Linked DNA regions of Sus scrofa: region 2 is linked to region 1. The links are chromatin contacts, called in public HiChIP or PLAC-seq maps. All regions are on one chromosome and are shown on one strand. Each heading gives the region's core, a stretch centred on a gene start, on an enhancer-like site or on the middle of the called end of the contact. The rest is flanking DNA. Distances are from core to core; before and after follow the strand shown.

Region 1 (3,554 bases), core at 965-3,464:
CATTTTTCATGAAAACGCCCCTTTCTCTAAATGTGCTCATCCTATACATCCGGCTCTCAGACCAGAGGCATTGTCAATACAGTTTGCTGGGATTCTGTGGCTGGGAAAGGTGACAGGTTGGCGACTTTGATACTGCAGGTATTAACTCCATTTTCATGGTTTACTATGAAAGTCATTTTTCACATTATTCTGTAATATACTGTTAGATTAAAACCATTGTATTAAGGTTGTTTAAAAATATGAGCATTATACCTCTGAAAATACACATTTTAAGAAGAAACTTGCTGCTTTGAACTTCATCCTTTTGCTGTGGCGTGTGAACGTTGAGTGTGTATTTTTAAAGAATTTTATTTTCTGGAGTTCCCGTTGTGGCGCAGTGGTTAATGAATCCAACTAGGAACCAGGAGGTTGCGGGTTCCATCCCTGGCCTTGCTCGGTGGGTTAACGATCAGGCCTTGCCGTCAGCTGTGGTGTGGGTCGAAGACGCGGCTCGGATCCCGCATTGCTGTGGCTCTGGCGTAGGCTGGTGGCTACAGTTCCGACTAGACCCCTAGCCTGGGAACCTCCATATGCCACGGGAGTGGCCCCAGAAATGGCAAAAAGACCAAAAAAAATAAATAAATAATTTTATTTTCTTTCTCTAATCCTCGTTCCTGACTCTAACGAGGATCATTTACTTTTGGGGGAGCATTGAGGATTTTTTTTCACAATTTATTACCCTAAGATAATACCCTCACTCTAAGATATTTGAATCTTCAGAGGTTTCAGATTTTTTGTTAGACCTGTTTGCCATCCTGAAATTTTGCAAGGTAGCTGTCTGTCATATTCAGCAGTGTCGACTTAAAAAATGCATAACCTGAAAGTTGAGTTTTATTTGGGGTGAAATTGGCGCTTAAGCCTGGGAGACAGCATCTCAGGGAGCCCTGAGAAACCACTCCCCGGAGGCGAGGGGGGAAGCTGGGATGTGTGAGCTTTTGCAGCAGAGGGAAGGGAGTCGGAACAAAAAGGTTTACAGATCACCAGATCTGCAGAAGAAGATGTACAGAAACCCAGTGTCCATGGGACGGTGGGAAGGTCTGGGCTTCCTGGAATCCCTCCTTTGCTGTGCACCTCAGCTGTGGGGATATATTATTCTTTGTTTCTTTCCTGAGTTCCCTCAGGGCTCACTGGCCCACCTTTGGGAGTGGCTGTTCTCACAGATGACCTAACATCTTTCGTCCACTCAACTATAGTGCAGGAGGCAGTATTTCCAAGGATGGGGGGAATATCCAGATACAAGTCAGAAAGGTGAGAGGGGCGGTGCCTGCAGAGCGTTTTACAGAAGTTTGCTGCTGGCACACGTTTACAGAATGTGACGACCAGTCCCAGGCATCAGTCACCCTCAGGGATTTTCCTTGAAGTGTTTTTCTAGATAAGAGGAGATACAAGAATTAGGCTCATAAAATCTTCTCTTAAAAAAAACTATCTGGGAGTTCCCGTCGTGGCGCAGTGGTTAACGAATCCGACTGGGAACCAGGAGGTTGCGGGTTTGATCCCTGGCCTTGCTCAGTGGGTTAAGGATCCGGCGTTGCCGTGAGCTGTGGTGTAGGTCGCAGATGTGGCCCGGATCTGGTGTTGCTTGACTGTGGTGTGGGTCGAAGACACAGCTCGGATCCCGAGTTGCTGTGACTGTGACGTAGGCCCGAGGCTACTGCTCCGACTAGACCCCTAGCCTGGGAACCTCCATATGCCGTGGGTGCAGCCCTAGGAAAGACAAAAAGAAACAAAAACAAAGCAAACAAAACTTATCTGAAGACCTGCTCTTCCAGTTTTTCCGGAGCACAGAGTGCCTCACTCCTGGTCTCCGCCCGAGCTCCACTCGTGCTGTGAGTTGACAGCTGCGGTGGCTTATGTTTTACCCTGTGTAGGGGCCAGTGGTAGGTGCCAGACTTCAGTTCAGGGCAGTATCGCTAAGACAACTTTCTTCGGAAAACTTTTCATTTTATTCAGAGACTTCATTTGATCTCCATTTCATAAGCTGGAGCATTTAAACAATTAAGCATGGGGTCACTTCTCACTCTACAAGTTGCCTAAATGGTTTGTCACAGCAGCAGGGCGAATCCAGCCCAAGCGAAGGAGGACCCACCAGAATCGCGGCGGGTGGGCTGAGAGCCACGCCTCAGGGGCGGAGCCAGGGGCTGGGAGCCACGCCTCGGGGCGGGGCCAGGGGCTGGGGCGCCGCTCCTCCGGGCCGCCGGGGGCGCAGTGGCACGGAGCTGCGCTCGCGCCCCGGAAGTGATTGCTGTCGGCCGGAGGGCGGGGGGCAGAGGCTGCAAGCAACACACGTGTGGCGGCCAAGATGAAGTTCGCTTACCGGGTAAGCGCGGGCCGGGGGGTTGCGGGGTCCTCAGCCGGGGGTCCCCGTGGGGTCGCCGCTCGAGGCTACCCTGTGGGGCCAGAGAGCCGGGCCTGGGCGGGCTGGGGCCGCAGCGCCTCGGACGGGGACGGAGCGGCGGGCTGGAGGAGCAGGAGCCTGCGGGAGGGTCCGGCTGAGCTCCGAGCCGGACAGCGGAAGCCAACCCGGGCAGAAGCCCTGGCGCCCCGAGGCCACCGCGAGCGCCCTGGGAGGACGCGGGGGGCGGGTGCATCTTCCGCAGGTCCCCTGACGCTCGGCACAGCGGGCCACCCGTGGTTGCGGAGCCCTGGGCGTTTGCGCGGCTCCGCGCGCGGCTGCCACGGCCCTGAGGGCTTGTTCCTCCGCAGAGCCGCGGCCTCCGGCCTTTGCCTTTCCTCTTCCATCTTCCTTCGGGCCCCAGCTCCTTCCAGGCCTGGCCTGGCCCTGGCTCGGCGCAGGCCTCCAGCAGTTCGGCCCCACACCCAGGGCGCCTCTGGTCTTCCTGCTCAGAGCGCTCCTCCCCTGTCCAGCTCCGGTCCCTTGTGTCGTCTCTCATTCCGGTAGCATCGTCTTGTGTTGGGGGGCAGCGCCAAAGCCTCGCTGGCGCCCGCATCCCCTCTTGCTCCCATGGTAACCAGCGTGGCCTTCCAAAAACGAGGGTCTCTCATGCTTTGCCTCTGCTTAAAACCTTTTCTGCTGACCAGGCTCCTCCCTGTGGCCTCCTTGGGGTTCCCGGGCCCTGCCTGCCTACGGGTCCCGATGGTCCTTGTCCCTCTGGTCCTTCGCTGACCACCCTCCCATGCCCCTGGGGTCCACCCCCTCCTCATCCCTGCTCTCTCCGTGGCTGGGCTGGGGGGCATGGAACGTGAGGGTGGGGACCTGCCCCTGCGCTGTCTCCGGCCAGCGCTCAGGGATGAAGGTTGAGTGAATGACTGGTCTGCTTGCTGGTCACCCTGTTCAGGGAGCCTTGAACCAGGGATGTGCTTGGGGTGCCTTCCACCGTCACAGCTTTTCTCATGCACTTGGGTCGGGTTCTCTCCACCCCTCTGGAGGTTTCCCCTCACTCGGGGCCCCTCACCCACCTCAGCGGGGGCTCGGGTTCCCTGGGGATTGGGCTCACTCCTCTGTGCTCAGCTGGGCCACAGAGGTACCCAGGAAGTGCCCCCGGGGGTGACTGGAG
Region 2 (3,839 bases), core at 749-3,248, 110 kb after region 1:
GGACCCGCTTAGAGACTAGTCTATGTTGTTCTTTTTAAAAAAAATCCCAGAGACCCAAACATGAGGTCTCCGGCTTTGCTTATGGCTGCCCCCCAGCATATGGAGTTCCCAGGCCAGGGATCAGATCTGAGCTGCAGTTGCCACCTAAGCTGCAGTTGCCACCTAAGCTGCAGCTGCACCAACGCCAGATCCTTGACCAACTGTGCCGGGCCAGGGATGGAACCTGCATCCCAGCGCCACAGTGGGAGCTCCAGCTCTCTGGCTTTGTGAAGCACCTCGTCCAGGGCAGCCCTGGCCTCCCGGGACCCTCCCCAAGTCACTTCCCAGAAGCCTGCAGCCCACATCAGTCCCCAGCCTCTCATGCCCCCAGCACGTCCCGTCACGGGGACCTATGACCCCAACCCAGATGTGCTCCTGGGGCCATCTGCCCATTGTGCTCTATCTCAGCTGCTGACGGGAGCCAGGTCCCTCAGGGTGTTTAGACGGGGGTTGGGGGGCACCAAGGGGACCAGAGGAGGTGAAGGTGTGCCCACACTCTACATGCAGGTGACAGGTGGCGATCCCAGGAAACGCCGGGAAGGAAGCAGGGTCCTGGAGGAAACCCGCTGGGGTGCCCCTGAAATCCCCCCGAACCGCCGCCAGGTGGCCCGCAGATGCGGGAGCAGGTGGCCCGCATCTCTAGGAGGGGCAGCACCGCAGGAAAGCCCGCTTCGCAGGCCCTCGGGAAAGAGTGTGGTCAGCATGGCTCTTGAGGGCGCTGGACGCAAGCTCATTAATGGGGTGTCGGCTGAGCCAGGGCCTGTCCCATCTCTGCTGCTCGGGGGCCCTCGTGTCACCATCCCATCCCCTACCGACCTCCTCCCTGCGAGGGAGGCCCCCGCTGGGCCTGGGGTGAGCTCCCAAAATGCTCCCGGTGGGGCGTCTGAAGGGCACAGCGGGGGAGCGGGGGGAGAGGGCGCAAAGACACTGTCCTGGGCTTTGCGGGGGGCGTGACGGAGGGGCCTTCTCAGGCTCGGGGTGGGGTGGGGGGGTGCCACCCCGGACTCAGTCCCAGGGGCAGAGCAGGCCCCCCACGCTGGCTTTTTCCTCACCGCTCTGGCCCCTTAGACCCTCTGTCCAGGTGAGAGGCTGTGTCTGTGTGGGGTCGAGGGACCAGGGCCCTCCGGTCCCAAGGCCACAGGAGGAGGCGCCCCGGCCCTCTCCCTTCTGCAGTGACAGCCCGGGCCGGAGCTGGGTGCTGCTGAGGCGTTTTCAGGCCCTTCCTCCAAGGCCGCCGTCCAGGACGGCAGGAAGGAGTGGGCTTCGAGGAGCCCGAGCACTCGGAGGATGTCTTCAAACCCTCGGCGCTTTGTTTAGGGGGGCAGGGGGCTGAGCGCCCTCCCGGGCAGTTGGGGGCCGTGCAGTTGCCCCTCTCCTCTCTCCCACTGCGGGTCGACTCCTGCCTGACCGCCCCCCCCCACGTCGGCCCTGCTGGGGGCTGCCCCGCCCCTCCCCAGGTCCCAGCAGCGCCCCTGGAGGACCCGTCCAGCCCGCTTTCGCCTCGCCGCCCGCAGGCACCAGCGGCACTCACCTCCCTTCTCACCACGTTGGTGACATCGTCCAAGTGCCTCCGCGTTCCCGCCTCAGAACCGTTTTCCAAGAAGCCCAAACTCATCAGCTCTGCTGGGGAGCAAAGAGGACCCAGGAGGGCTGCCGCTGGCCGTGACCCCACGCAGGCCCAAAGGACCAGCGCTTGATCAGAAAACACGCCTGTCTTTCGACCCCTGTGTGTGTGGGGACAGAGCTCCCCTAGCGCGTGGCGGCGCACTCACCCTTCGTCTTTCCAGGGACGTGACAGGGAACCAAGACTGACGACATCGGCTGCGTTATCACTTATTACGCAACCAAACTCTCCGAGGGGTGACTTCAGAAAGTCAGCGGTGCGTGGCCAGGCCAGGCCTCCCTGGCTGCAGTGTCACTTTCTAGGTTAGGAAACCCCGGGGGGGTGGCAGCCCACACGGATATCGCTCGGCCAGGCTGTGACACGGCTGGCGGCAGGGGTGGAAGCCCAGCCCAGAAAGGACCTCCTACACTGAACAAAGGATGATGGCTGGGTAGCGCCCGGAAGGCTGGGCGGCCGTGGGCCATGACCCCTGGGTGCCTTCAGGGCCAAGCTGCTTCCGATGGTGCGTCTCGGGCCGGGTCCACAACTCGGGTGTGACGGAGGTCCCTGACCGCACTACCCAGGGTACTTGCACAGCGCGAGCCGGGTGCATCCTCCCCGCCCCTGGGACATAGACCGAGCAGTATTTTCCATGGATTCTTCTGATGCCTGCGGGGCCCAGAGGAATCCAAAGGATTTCCCAAGGCACCAGTGGGGGTGGAGGGGTTGTCAGGGCTCGGACTCCCAGGCAAGGCTGGAATGCAGCACGGGACCAGCCTGGGCCAGCTGGGTGACTGGGGAGGGAGCTGGCAGCCCTGGGAAGGGGGCTGCCGCAAGGTGGTCAGGTGAGCGGAGGGAGGCGTCAGAGGTGTGGTGGCCTCCGGCTGCCCTTGGCAGAGAACCTGGGCCCCAGGGCCCTCATTCTGTCACTTTATTTACAAGGCTGTAGGAATGAGCCCTGGGTACTCCTGAACCCCCCAAGTCCCCCACCTCCGGAAAATGACCCTCATTTCACAGGGGTCAGCCCCCAGCCCCCCTTTGCCTTCCACGCTAGCACACGTGCGCACGCGCGCGCGCGCACACACACACACACACACACACGAACACGCATACACCAGGTCCCCTGTGGGTCTCGCTCCAGGCAGCCCCATCTTCCAGTGCGGGTACTTGGATGTCACTGGACTCACCTTTCTTGATATCCCCAAAAAGGGACAGCACGCGGACGGGCTCTCTCTTCCACACAGGCACAGTTTTGTACATCTCAAGGGGACTCTCCTATTTGGATTTTTCGAAAAACGGTGTTCTGATGACTGCCGGGTCACAGCACCCATGAGAGACAAGGAGAGTTCCTTCTGGGCCAGCAGAGGCATTTCCCCGTGAAGGGAGACACCCGTGCCCTGGGGGCGGCCCTGCCCTGACTGCTGCCCCCAGGCCTCCAGAAGACCGCCCCCCCACCCCCAGGCTGGGGGCCTCCTCCCTGCCCCCACCCAGGCATCTCCAGCACAGGACTGGCAGTGCCGGGGCTTTCCCTGATGGGACAGAAGCTAATTCTATCCTGAGAGGAAGCCCTTCCCTGTGTTTCTGAGGCCTGGACTCACCTGAGCCCTCCCTGTCCCCTGTGTGGGCTCTGAAGGCGACCGGCAGAGGACCCCACCCAGGCCAGCTGCTGGCCTCTGGGTGCAACGGAGGTGCCGGCAAGGCCTGGGTAACGCGGCCCTCCCCCGTGGGGCACGAGCCAGCAGACATCTTGTGGGTCCATGTGTGAAACGGGCACCCCCAGAGCCCGTGCCCCCCAGGAGGTTCACTGAGAGGGTGCCTGGCCTCCAGCGAGCACAGCATTAAGCTGCAGATGGGAGACCAAGCTTGAGCAGGGGGGCTGCCTGGAGTCGGAGCAGATGGCTGGAGCCCAGCACAGGCAAGGACTGCAGGAGGAAGGGCAGGGGGTGCTGGGCTGCCCGCAGGCACCGGGAGATGAGGAGCGCAGGGCAGATCCAGCGCAGGCACAGCCCTGATGGACCCTTGGGGATGTGTGTCCTGACTCCCCGCATTCTCTAGCCTGCACCCCGCCCTGGGCCGGCATTCACAGCAGCCCTGAGAATCAACTCCTCCCTTGGACATGAAACTCACCCCCCCGCCCGCTCCCGCTGCCATTTGTGGCCCAGGGTCCTTTCTGCACCGAGATGGACAGTTTCTGCCA

What was found. HiChIP or PLAC-seq counts read pairs in DNA pulled down with a chosen protein or histone mark.
Region 2: a contact with region 1 is called in an H3K27ac HiChIP or PLAC-seq map of alveolar macrophages. The contact joins the enhancer-like site here to the promoter of PWP2 in region 1. A contact is called at or near these places in 2 of 5 promoter capture datasets (fetal skeletal muscle and skeletal muscle), 6 of 47 Hi-C or Micro-C datasets (embryonic fibroblasts, heart right ventricle, liver and 2 more) and 1 of 2 datasets of contacts at active chromatin or transcription factors (alveolar macrophages).

The regions. Positions count from the first base shown.
Region 1 is chr13:207,012,833-207,016,386 of Sscrofa11.1, forward strand. PWP2 (periodic tryptophan protein 2 homolog) reads left to right here and starts at 2,215. Exons shown (of 21, transcript XM_021071080.1): 1 at 2,215-2,356. The coding sequence starts at 2,339. It overlaps TRAPPC10 (trafficking protein particle complex subunit 10), which reads left to right. Exons shown (of 23, transcript XM_021071078.1): 23 at 1-280.
Region 2 is chr13:207,125,658-207,129,496 of Sscrofa11.1, forward strand. It overlaps DNMT3L (DNA (cytosine-5)-methyltransferase 3-like), which reads right to left. Exons shown (of 15, transcript XM_021071081.1): 10 at 2,830-2,917; 11 at 1,571-1,662. Among named protein-coding and RNA genes, the nearest start is that of ICOSLG, 12 kb to the left of the region's middle. Within about 2 kb of position 1,999, at least 13 of the 83 cell types and tissues checked have an H3K27ac peak or open chromatin away from gene starts, as enhancers often do. A contact at or near this core is called in alveolar macrophages and retroperitoneal adipose tissue, where this site is marked.